Linked DNA regions of Triticum aestivum: region 2 is linked to region 1. The links are chromatin contacts, called in public Hi-C maps. All regions are on one chromosome and are shown on one strand. Each heading gives the region's core, a stretch centred on a gene start, on an enhancer-like site or on the middle of the called end of the contact. The rest is flanking DNA. Distances are from core to core; before and after follow the strand shown. Region 1 holds the start of LOC123166841 (probable xyloglucan endotransglucosylase/hydrolase protein 25). Region 2 has its middle 12 kb from the start of LOC123168534.

Region 1 (2,700 bases), core at 190-2,689:
GTCAAGCCTCAGGATAAGTTCAGCGCACAGTACACGTACCGCGATCGAACAATCCAGCCAAGCCGTTGCAAAGAAGTGGCATATATTACACACGAAGTGGGCGTGAGCGTGACAAAGAACGAGCACAAGGATCCACCACCGCCTACATTTCACATTATCCCCCACACCGGTCCTTATTTATCATACAATACAGACGCCCCCATCTCCCCTTTCTCCGGCGATCGATGTATACACGGACGTTCCAGTGCTAGCTTGCTGGGTGGACATAGGGGCTACATGGAGCACTCGGCGGGGACGCCCTTGGCGACGCGCTTGGGGTCCGTGCAGTAGTTGTAGATCATGTAGTTCCTCTGCACCCACCGCATCCGCTGCTGCCGCGTCAGGTCCAGCTCCTGGTTGTACCACTCGCCCGCCGCGCCGGTGCCGGGGGCGACCTCCGTGCCGACGCTGGCGCCGCAGCGCGGCCGGCCTCCCGCGGTCACCACGCACGCGTCGGCCTTGAAGCCGCGGTACGAGGCGGAGAACGGGGCGTGGGACCAGTCCGTCTTGACGCGGCCGCCCTGCGTGGCCCAGTCGTCGGCGTTCCAGAGGCTGGAGTAGAGCCGCATCGGCTGGTTCTTGGGGAAGGCGATCCCCTTTCCCTCCAGGTTCTTGTAGTCCCTGATCGGCATGTCGTCCACCATGAATCTGCATTTAAGTACACCATGATCGGTCAGTCCATGTGATTGTGCTGCACAAGGCACAGACTGAGAACAAACGAAGGTTGGGCAATGGCGATGAACCAAGTTACATGATGTGCTTTGGGTTCCAGAGGATGGAGTAGGTGTGGAAGTCGTTGGTGGGATCGAACCAGAGGCGGAACTGCTGCTCCCGCTGGCCCTGCCCCTGCGTGAACACGTTGGTGTGCAGCGTGTAGGGCTCGCCGGTGACGTTGCCCAGGAACTCGAAGTCGATCTCGTCGTGCGTCGGACCCTGCGACGACAGCTGCACATTCATACGCCAAACCAATCGAGTTATGTTAGGCACGCACATGAACCAAGCAAATCGAGAAGCAGATGATGTCGGCTTAATTACGTAGTATGCGGTGACGGTGCCGGCGGAGTTGCCGGGGACGAGCTTGAGCTGCATGTCGATCTTGCCGAAGAGGTACTCGTGCTTGGACTGGAACCCGGAGCCGGAGATCTTATCGAGCCCCAGCGTGAGGAGCTGGCCGTTGTTGAGGATCTTGCCGCGCCCGTCACCCCAGGTGACGTCGAACTCCTTGTCGAAGGTCGCCAACGCAAAGGCACAAGAGGCGAGCAGGATCGCTAGCACCCACGCCGCCATGCGAGCCATGCGTTTCGTGCTGCGAAAGCACGCTCACTGAAGCAGCTAGCTAGAAGAAGGTTGATGAGGAGGAGAAAGCTTGATGGAAGCTTGTGTTTGTGTGAGTGGAATGAGCGGGGCGTGAGGGGTTTATATAGGGGTTTGGAGATGAATGAGCGTGGTGTGCCCGATGGATGGATGGATGGTTCTGCGAACTGGCCGGAGAGGAGTGTAATGCGTGTGAGTTGGCGCCAGAGGAGAGGAGAGGAGACAGAGCAGGCAGGCCGGCTCTGTAGACTGTAGCTGCCAAATTTCTGATGGAAAATGGGACGCCCGACTGCCCCGACATGGCGACGCCATGGGCTCTCACGTACAGCAAGAAGCCATTAAGAATCGATTGAGACGTATAGCAAATTTCTAGCGGCAGTGCAACATCTATTGATTTTTTTTAAAAAGAAAAATTGGTCGCTTGGATCTGTATCTACAGCCTTTGAGATGGTTTGTGTTTTGTACACAAATGGCAGTAGAAAAGAAAAGGAACTACATAATGTATGAACAAATGAATAAGCAGGGATGGATGGACGATCAATTCTTGTCGACCTTTTTCTTCCTCTCGAAGAGTGTGAAGATTCCTCGTATGTTACTATAAGAGCAAGTACAAAGTGGGCTTATAGCCCGCCTACATGGTGTTTTTTGTCTATGTGAAGGAGAGATACGTTGAAAAAGGGTGGAAATAAGCTTTTATGAAGAGCCTACCTATATGCGTGCTCCGCAAAAGTAATAAATACAATGAAAGAGAAAGAGAGAAGGTGAAGAAAAGTACTAGTCTAATAGCCAACCTTATTGTATTAGTGACTACATGCAATGGCTGCAAATGACATGGAAGTTGCTTATAGCCAGCAATTGGCTATACTATTAACCATGCTCTAAGTGATATAAGAGTATAAGCGGGCCCTTCTTCGGCTGCTCGGTGCTGGTACGGCGGCTGATATCCATGGATCAGGGACGATGGTCCCTTTGGCGAGCCTTCCCCGTCCGGTGGTGCGGCAGGGCGGGTGGGCTGCCGGGGATCGGACCGGGTGGCCGGCGATTCACCGACGGGTTGGTGTCGCGGCTTGCTGCCCAGATGGCCAATGACACCGAGCTGGTCCTTCCTTCAACTCATGTTGCGTGCAATCCTTACCGGACATGGTCGTGCTGCTAGCCGGTTACCGGGTTGGGACGGAGCAGGAGGTGGGGGATCCAGATTGGGATAATTCCCTGATCGGCTCCTGTCGGCCGCGACGGCGACGACAACCCCGAGGGTGCCATTTTTCTTCATGAAGACGTCGTTCGGGCCCGACCTACCTTTTCTCACCTCACGGTCTCTCGAATGAAACCCTAGGGCGGCAACGA
Region 2 (2,700 bases), core at 46-2,545, 200 kb after region 1:
ACTTTTGGTAACCAAGAAATCCAATCCTTCCAAGTCATCAATGGAAAGGGCGCCATGGTAGAGACGATCGAAGATATTTGCGCACCCTCAAGCGGCAGCGAAAGTTGTCAACGAAGACGGCATCGGGGGGAAAGTAGTCGTCCATTAGCGTCAAATGGTCGCGCGCTTGGTTGCGATTGAGCACTTGATGACCATTGATCCATCCCTTGAAATTCAGAACATGCTCCTCAGCACGGTCCGGTTCTGCAAGCACCGCATGCATCACCGCTGTCTCATCTGTGTAGTCCTCCTCGTCGGACAAGCCGCCGGACAAGCCGTCGGACAACTCAACATAGTGCTCGTATATGTACTCCATATCTGAATCCATTGCTTCAAAGAAGAAGGGACAAAAATATTTAGCTCAAGCAAATTCACCAAACAGTTGTCGGGCATGGTGAGCATTGTAGGAGCGGGTACCTGCGTGGCGGTCGGATTAGAGGTGTGGAATGCCGGCAGAGGAGAAGCGGCATGGAGGCCGGGTGTACCGTTGGAGGCGACGGACCCGTCGAGTTCCGGCAGGGGTGTGGCGTGACGGCAGGGGTGGTGGAGCGGCGGCGAACGTAAGAGAGAAAGACTGGAGGCGAGAAAATGGGAGGATGGACGTGCGGGGTCGGGGGGGGGGGGGGGGGGTTGGTTGGGCCGGGTTTGTCAGAGTCCTAAGTGGCTGCTGTCGGAACCGCTCAGCGGACAAATATAAACCCATGTTGGATGGCTCAACACGTCCAGACCGCGCGGTCCAGATAATTACGCGTGGTTTAAGAGTCTGCTTTAAAAATGCCTTAAGCGCACAACAAAATGCAATGATTACACTGGACTATGGCCTAAAACAAAGGGAAAAGCCCTCAATCCGGAAATACTTGTCGGACAAAGGATGTATCAAGACATATTTTAGTTTTAGATACGTCCAGTTTTATTCATCTGTGCGACAAGTAATTCCGGAGAAAAGGGTTTCTAGATACACCACTTTCCAAAAATCGAAATAGGTTTGTCTTCCGCACTTCTGCCGCTCCGCAGCTGTTATAATCTCGCAGTAGTTGCACACTGATTTACCCACGGTCAATTCGCCCCTCCGCATCAAACATGCACACCTGATAACAACGGTGCATGCGCTTAACACTAACACTGTCCGACGAATCGGTACAGCTGCCGTCTGCGCACGGCCGTGGGCCGGGGCACGCACGGGAATCGTGTGGTGATTGGCCCTGCGTCTGCCGTCTGCGCACGGCCGTGGGCCGGGGCGCAGGCAGAAGGCGACGCGCGTCGGCGTACGGCGATGTGCGTGCACCCACCCGGTTGGCAAATGGCAACCAGCTGTACGTAATCATGGCAAGGGCAAAAACCACACGTCGACGTCGGTTTCCTCCCCACTGCTCGGTTCCTGACTCTGCGACGCTCATGTCGGCTTTGCTCACTCGATCGTACTCCTGCATCTTTGCATTTTCGACTCGTCTAATCGTTTGTTTCCAAAAACTATCAATTGCCACACGTTTTTCGCTCCTCTCTGACAGTGTTAGTGTTTTTTTAAGCTCAAAACTCAGATTATTCAACTCTCCATCTCGTCCGAAATTACATGCAAAATAAAGTCTGAGGGTATAAACGGCCACTCCAAGCAACGATTATTAGAAACAACTTCCCTAGCTAAAATATGAGCAGCCCGATTAGCTTCTCTTCTTACCCATGCAACCTTCCACTCCTCCCTTGCCTCCATTATCCTCTTGACCTCCTCCACGATCGGCCCTAGAGGTGACAGATCCTTCAATTTGCTTCCCAGTTTGCCTACAATCTCTTTGCAGTCCGACTCAATGAACACTCGTGGAATATTGTGTGCTTCTGCGAAGATGGCAGCTCGTCGGCAAGCATGTAGTTCAGTTTTCACTAGATCGTTGCACCTCGGGAGAGAGTAGCTAGCACTTGTGATATACGCACCATCGTGGTTTCTGAGGACCACACTAGCTCCTCCATCTCCCGTCTTTGCCGTCGCACCATCAACGTTGGCCTTGACCCATCCTTCTTCCGGTGGTTTCCATCTCTCTATCGTCCTCGTTTGTCCGGCTTTGCTCCTGCGCCCGTGTATCGACTGCCATTCCACCATTAGCTTAAGAACTCGCCTCGCTATCGCGTCCGCTTCCTCCACCCGCTGTCCCTCTCGGGCATTATTCCTTGCTAGCCAGAGAGCGTAAACTCCCTGTACCATGACTGCTCGTTCATCATCCGAAGCTTCAGCAAACCATGACATGAGCCATCTCGACAACGCACCCTGAGGGCTACAAGACTCCGGCGGGATCGCCACCGGCACCCCCATTTCCGAATGCATTATCTGCCAGAACTTAACCGAGTGGTAGCATCCCCAAGACCTGTGATAAATTGTCTCCTCTCTTCCGCAAGCAACGCGAAAGACTCCCGGTTTAATTTTCCTCCTCTGTAGCTCTGATCCAACCGCAATACCGTTTCTTATGACTCGCCACATGTGCGTTTTAACTTTCCCAGGTGCCACCGTGTCCCACAAAGACAACCACGATTTGTGGTCCGCCACCGTCGAGGAAGATTCTGGCCTCCCAGACCGCGCTCGTTTCTGACTCATACGAAGATGATAAGCCGACCGAACCGAAAACTCCCCATTCTTGGTGAAGTTCCACGCCTGGTAATCTTCCATCTCGGCGC

The links. Hi-C and Micro-C count contacts between places; a contact is called where the count stands out from the background.
Region 2: a contact with region 1 is called in a Hi-C map of leaf, with 2.5 times the contacts expected there. The contact joins the enhancer-like site here to the promoter of LOC123166841 in region 1. A contact is called at or near these places in 2 of 5 Hi-C or Micro-C datasets (both in leaf).

Annotation. Positions count from the first base shown.
Region 1 is chr7D:539,987,194-539,989,893 of IWGSC CS RefSeq v2.1, forward strand. It overlaps LOC123166841 (probable xyloglucan endotransglucosylase/hydrolase protein 25), which reads right to left and starts at 1,440. Exons shown (of 3, transcript XM_044584646.1): 1 at 1,075-1,440; 2 at 791-984; 3 at 66-687. The coding sequence starts at 1,335. The coding sequence ends at 273.
Region 2 is chr7D:540,183,701-540,186,400 of IWGSC CS RefSeq v2.1, forward strand. No RefSeq gene overlaps it. Among protein-coding and RNA genes, the nearest start is that of LOC123168534, 12 kb to the left of the region's middle. Within about 2 kb of position 1,296, at least 5 of the 8 cell types and tissues checked have an H3K27ac peak or open chromatin away from gene starts, as enhancers often do. A contact at or near this core is called in leaf, where this site is marked.